Linked DNA regions of Pan troglodytes: region 1 is linked to region 2. The links are chromatin contacts, called in public capture Hi-C maps. All regions are on one chromosome and are shown on one strand. Each heading gives the region's core, a stretch centred on a gene start, on an enhancer-like site or on the middle of the called end of the contact. The rest is flanking DNA. Distances are from core to core; before and after follow the strand shown.

Region 1 (2,985 bases), core at 453-2,952, 250 kb before region 2:
GGGCCCACCTTGATAATTCAGGATAATCTCCCCATTTCAAGATCCTTAACTTACTCCCCATCTGCAACGTTTCATTTGTCATGTGACATCACATATTCGTATTCACAAATTTTGAAGATTTAGAACATGCATATCTTTTGGGAATCATTTTTCTGTCTACTAATGAGATCAAATACAGGAGAAAAAAGGAGCCTAAATCCGGAGCCCGCACTGAGGTACCAGATAGGTGAATGAGGCCAGCTTGGCTTTTCAATCCCAGTCCAGAATGGAGCTATGTCAGAGAACCCACATGGGATCAGCAAAAGAAAAAGCCATACTACAAAATTACAAAAAATAATACAAAATTCATTTTTAACTTCTTTTGGATTTGGGCCATATAATCCATGAGCCCTGATTTAAATAATTTATTTTTACATAATTTCCATCAACCTTTTGGAAACCTGGAATTTTATATCTTTATTGGCAACAGTAAAATTTTGAAGAAGAGAAATAGTTTTACAACTTCTTCAAATTGTCCCACTCCTCACGGTATGAGAATTCATACCATTCTTATAGTGTACACACACATTATATTTTCCAACTTACCTATAAATATTACTCCTTTCTGAAAAGGTTAAGAAATAAGAGATGAAAAGGATTTTCAATTCAACATCCTAATGGTTCTCTAGTAAATATTTGCTTGTTTCTCTGAATCTCTGTGTCTCTTTCTTGAAGTAATTTTAAATGCTAAGTGGTACTTGTGGCCCTTATCAGTGTCATTGGAAATTGTTCCAATTTCTTATTTTCTAAAATCTCGGATGCTTAAAAATAGTCCCATTCATCCCAACTCTTGGAATCACAGAGCAGTCTATACCAAAGTCTCCATCATGTTTTTATATTCATGAGACATTTATGGACTACTCTGTTCCAATTAAATCATCATCTATCATTTGAAATTTGTGAAACACTAATCTCTGCATTGGGCTCTATGGAAAGCCATACAAATCAAGTTTAAAAGACAGGGTCACAACTCTCTAAGGAGTTCAATAAAATTTAATTCCACATGCTCATTGGGGGAACAATAAAAGGTCTCTTTGGTCCTTCATTAACTCAAATATTAAATACTTGATTTGCAACTCAAGATCCTGACTTTGAAGATTATTATTTTGCCTTCTAGGTCATCTTCCTGAAACTTTATCTTGAATATCAATTTCATTGTCTTGGAAACTGGGCAAATCTGAGATTGAAAACTCTTAGTTACATTTTTCTATTGTAGGGTGTTAGGGAGATAAACAAAGAGAGGAATATATATTCTATTTTCCAAAGTTTCTTTGATGACTGTGAGTGACTGATCAATTATTCTACATTTATGTCATATCTTCTAGCTTACCTGAGATTTCTCCCTCTGTGGCCATGTGGCAGTTTTAAAACATGTCTATGAATTATTTGAAACTTTGCACACAGAGAGGTGAGTTCTGTCTCCTCCCTTTTACTAATATCTAAGCCTGCCTTAGTAACTTTCTTGTAAAGAGTGGAATGCAGCTGCATAACTTTAGAGACTATGTCTGGAAAGGCCTGGCAGCTTCTGGTTGGATTTCTCAGGACACTTACTCTGGGGGAAGCCAGACACCATGTGAGAGCCCCTGAGACCACCATGCTGCACAGGCCCTGTATAGGCTCTCCAGTCAGCAAATCCAGCTTAGCTTCCAGCATGTAAAATCCAGCACCAACTACCACCCATGTGAGTGAGCCCTTCTGATGTCCTACCTGCTACAGCCTTCGGATGACTGCAGTGCCAGCCTGTATTTGACTGCAACTGCATGACAGACTCTCAGTACCATCTACTCAGATAAACCCTTCTGTAATTCTTGACTGGCCAAATGGTGAGCAAAATAGAATGATAGGTATCTTCTATCACTACATTGTGGAGCAACAGTAACTAGAATAGGCTCAAAACAAAAAGCTTGAGTAGGTGTCTAGCTGCATTTAAATCAATTTCCCAATCAAACAAGGCCTTGTGGAAAAAATTTAATTCTTGTTCCAGGTTCAGGAACCTGTTCTGAGAAAGAGGTATCTTGTTGAGAAGAGTCACTGAACCTGGGTAGTAGGAACCTAGAATTGTAGACTAAGAATTGCGACTAATTGCCGTGTGAATTTGATCAGAACATTTTCTCTCTAGGACCTAATCTCCTTATCTGTAAAATAGAAAGTTTGGGATAAATAATATATATGATTTCTTCTCTACTTTAAAGTTTTGTAACTCTAACAATTTTTAAGAACCGTTGAGATGGACAAATCAATTCAATGAGTTGGTATGGAATATCTCCTAGAAAAAAGCATCCCATTTCTAAGTGTGATGGTTCACTTATAAATTTGTAAGTTCTGTGCAAAAATATTAAAAAGCTTGATTCCAGGATTGGAAAATGATGAAGTTATCTTACATATTTTTATTGAGCTTTTAAAAGATGACAGTGATTAGAAAAAGCTTTCCTAATTCCACTGTCATTAACTCAAAGGTGTTATATGTTATTTGCAATTACTTCAATGTGACATTTACTTAAATTATTCATCGTAAGAAACAGTCATTTATTTTCTTATTTATAAAGTATTTGAGCCCTCCATTTTCCAGATTATTTCTGTTTTCTTCTGAATGTGATCAATCTTCTTGTTAAGGATTGAGACAACTGGATGTGTGAATAGCAATTCACCCTGACTCTCTGGGGATATAGGAAAAAGGAGCCTTTTGATTTTTTTAATTGGATGTTTCTGTAATATTTATAACTGCAGGTTATAACAAGTGGGCTTTTGGGGGCAATAAAATAACAAAGAATTATATAGTTTTCCGATAAACAGGGGAATTAAAGATAGTTTTTCATGATTTCAGTCATTCCCATGACTGCATGCCATTTCACATTTCATAGTGGTTATTATTATTTTTTTCATCTTACTTTATTGTTTCCTAACTTTATCTTACACTCTGTGTGGACTACTCAAAGTTTGGTTTAA
Region 2 (2,968 bases), core at 358-2,857:
GATAGCTTTCACCCTTATAGAGATTGAGTCTTCTTGAATAAACACTCTACATCAAGGATTTTAGGTCAGACGCAGTGGCTCATGACTGTAATCCTAGCACTTTGGGAGGCCGAGGCAGGTGGATCCCGAGGTCAGGAGTTCAAGACCAGCCTGGCCAACATGGTGAATCCTCATCTCTACTAAAAATACAAAAATTAGCCAGGCATGATGGCAGGCACCTGTAATCCCAGCTACTCAGGAGGCTGAGGCTGGAGAATCACTTGAACCTGGGAGGTTGCAGTGAGTGGAGATCACATCATTGCACTCCAACCTGGGCAAGAAGAGCAAAATTCCCTCTAAAAAAAAAAAAGAGGATTTTTTTCTAAGGTAGCCACCACAGGTTGGTATGAGAGTGAGAGGAGCCATCATGAAAGGTGGTCCTTTCTCGGATCTCTTAATGGAAAAGTAAGACAAAACAGCCGCTTCCTTTAGGGCTTCCCTCACTTCATCTAATACCTCTCTGGTATTAGACTTTCTACCTAGAAGAGAAAAATCACATGTCAAATGTGTCTCAACTCCTATCTTCCCTTACTCTCATTCTGTTCTCCTTTTGACAGTCAACTGAGAAGCAAAAGAGTTAAGATTTTTCTACCTCTTCCTTTTAAACCAGAACTTTCTCTATATTGTGTGCTTCTCCTTCTCAAGGTAGAATTTTCTGTCCCACTTTCTCTGATTCTATATTGATGGCTGCCAGGGAACAGGACATAGGAGGAAGTGGAATAAAAACCTAGGTTATAATATTTCCAGTATATTTTCCAATTTGCATGTGTATGTTGCATCAAAGAATGGTCAGTGCTATCAAAGATGCCTTTTGCTTTGCATTTGAAATTGTTGTCTGCTTTGGAAAAAAAATGGCCTGGCCTGATTTATATTTTGCTTGCTTTATTAGAAGTCACATGTGGAGTCCTGAATAAGAGAGGCACTTAGGACATTTCTGATTTATTCCTGTGGTGTTTTCACATCCCTAAATAAGTGGACACCAGAGGGGAGCCCTCTGGCTGACCCACGCAAAATCCTGCTCTGCCTGGACCATAATTTCCCCGATAAAAGAGAGATTTAGCAACTGCTAAAAAAAAAAAAAAGAGAGAGACTTTCTTGCTAATGTAATTAAATGAGCTGAGAAAAGGAAGTGTTTTGGAAAGAAGGTGAGCAGCCATCCAAAGCAATTCTGCCAAGAATAAATATTTATGGATTTGTCTGTTGATGGGAAGCCCTAGCCGCTGATTACATTCTGGCTTGTGTGGTCTCTAAATACTTCCCATGAACTCGCATTGTTGGACTCGAAGGCATTAAGCATTATGTCATCAGCAGCTGTTGCCTGAAGCCCTCTCATGGTGTTACATACAAAAGGTCCTGCACCGTACAAATGGAGGCGATCTGTTTTAAGTGAGGATTCCAATCAGGAAAAAATGATTTCTGCCAAAGGGGCTTTAAACTCCCTCTCACAAGACCACTGTGGACGAAAACTATGGGTAAAGCCCTAAATGAGATCACAGCCATCAAAGAGACTCGGCCCTGCAGTAAGAGAGAGGAAGACAGAATCATCCAGCCACTCCTGGGGTCTAACCAGACTCTGAAGGTCACAGGCATGCTGCTTCACCTCCCTCTATGGTTTCCTACTTCTGACCCCAGCCCTATGGCCACAGTTATGTGCCACTCTGAATGCAGACTACTCCTTCCCACGTAATGTGGTTTGGATATGTGTCTCCGACAAATCTCATGTTGAATTGTAATCCCCAATATTTGAGGTGGGGCCTGGTGGGAGGTGTTTGGATCAGGGGTGTATCTCTCATGAATGGCTTAGCGCCCTCGCCTTGGTGATGAGTGAGTTCACGTGAGATCTGATCGTTTAAAAAACACCTTCCCCGCTCTCTGTCTTGCTCCACTTTTGCCATGTGATGTGCCTGCTGCTGCTTCACCTTCCACCATAAGTAAAAGTTCCTTGAGGCCTCCCCAGAAGCTGAGCAGATGCTTTTGCCACGCATGGACAGCCTGCAGAACCATGAGCAAATTAAACTTCTTTTCTTCATAAATTACCGAGTCTCAGACATTTCTTTATAGCAATACAAGAACAACCTAACTAACACACATGCCATTCTTGACACCGTCTGCTAACTCCACACTCTGCATTGGACTAAGACTGCCTCTGTCCCTAAGTTTATTAAACCAAACCCAGTGGCTTAGTCTCAACATCTACCTCCCTGGATCCTGTGTGGAAGGTCCACTTCTTCCAAGTCTATCCCCTGCTTTATAACTGCAATTTCTAGGGCACATCTCAATGGTTTCAAACATGTGGGGAAAAGCATGAAGGGAGATGGGGGCAAGGTCAGAAAAGAGGTTGGTCCTGTTCTCAATAACATAACACCCTGCCACAGTAACCTGCCCTATTCCTCTCTGTGATATTCAACTGTTCTTTCTGGTCCACTTGCAGACTTTGTCCCTCATTTGGGTCTCTTCTTGTCCCTCTTACATGGCTATCTCACATGATTTCCTGCTCAGCCCTGCTAAGATGACTCTCAGGGACTCCATAAGTAAAATGCCATTTGCTGATACTGCTTTCCGGATCACAGACAAAGCTGATAGCTGAACACACACTCAGGTCTCTGCCAAGCCTCTTCATGCCCCAGTGCAGCCCACAGCTTGAGCAGCCCAGATTTGGCTTATAAGTAATAAAGGATTGTGCTGGACATTACAAACTAGAAGAAGGTCATTGTCCAAACAGCATTTTTAATATTTTGGTATTACTTAAAGATGGAAAAAATATTTCCATGTTTAAATGGAAACAGCCTAGGATACATTTTATGAACTTCTCGATTGCTTCTTCTGAGATGATCTTTATTTCACATGTTCATATTTATAGGACTCATTTTCAAGGTAAAGATAAGCAAAAACCTTGGCATGTGAATTTTCTCTAAGGCACTATGTATCA

Evidence for each region. Capture Hi-C pulls out chosen DNA fragments and counts their contacts.
Region 1: a capture Hi-C map of stem cell-derived neural stem cells shows a contact between it and region 2, with 2.8 times the contacts expected there. The contact joins two enhancer-like sites. A contact is called at or near these places in 1 of 7 Hi-C or Micro-C datasets (stem cell-derived neural progenitor cells) and 1 of 1 other capture datasets (stem cell-derived neural stem cells).

What each region holds. Positions count from the first base shown.
Region 1 is chr7:127,607,823-127,610,807 of NHGRI_mPanTro3-v2.0_pri, reverse strand. No RefSeq gene overlaps it. Among named protein-coding and RNA genes, the nearest start is that of SLC30A8, 180 kb to the right of the region's middle. Within about 2 kb of position 1,702, at least 1 of the 24 cell types and tissues checked has an H3K27ac peak or open chromatin away from gene starts, as enhancers often do. A contact at or near this core is called in stem cell-derived neural stem cells, where this site is marked.
Region 2 is chr7:127,360,085-127,363,052 of NHGRI_mPanTro3-v2.0_pri, reverse strand. No RefSeq gene overlaps it. Among named protein-coding and RNA genes, the nearest start is that of SLC30A8, 72 kb to the left of the region's middle. Within about 2 kb of position 1,607, at least 2 of the 24 cell types and tissues checked have an H3K27ac peak or open chromatin away from gene starts, as enhancers often do. A contact at or near this core is called in stem cell-derived neural stem cells, where this site is marked.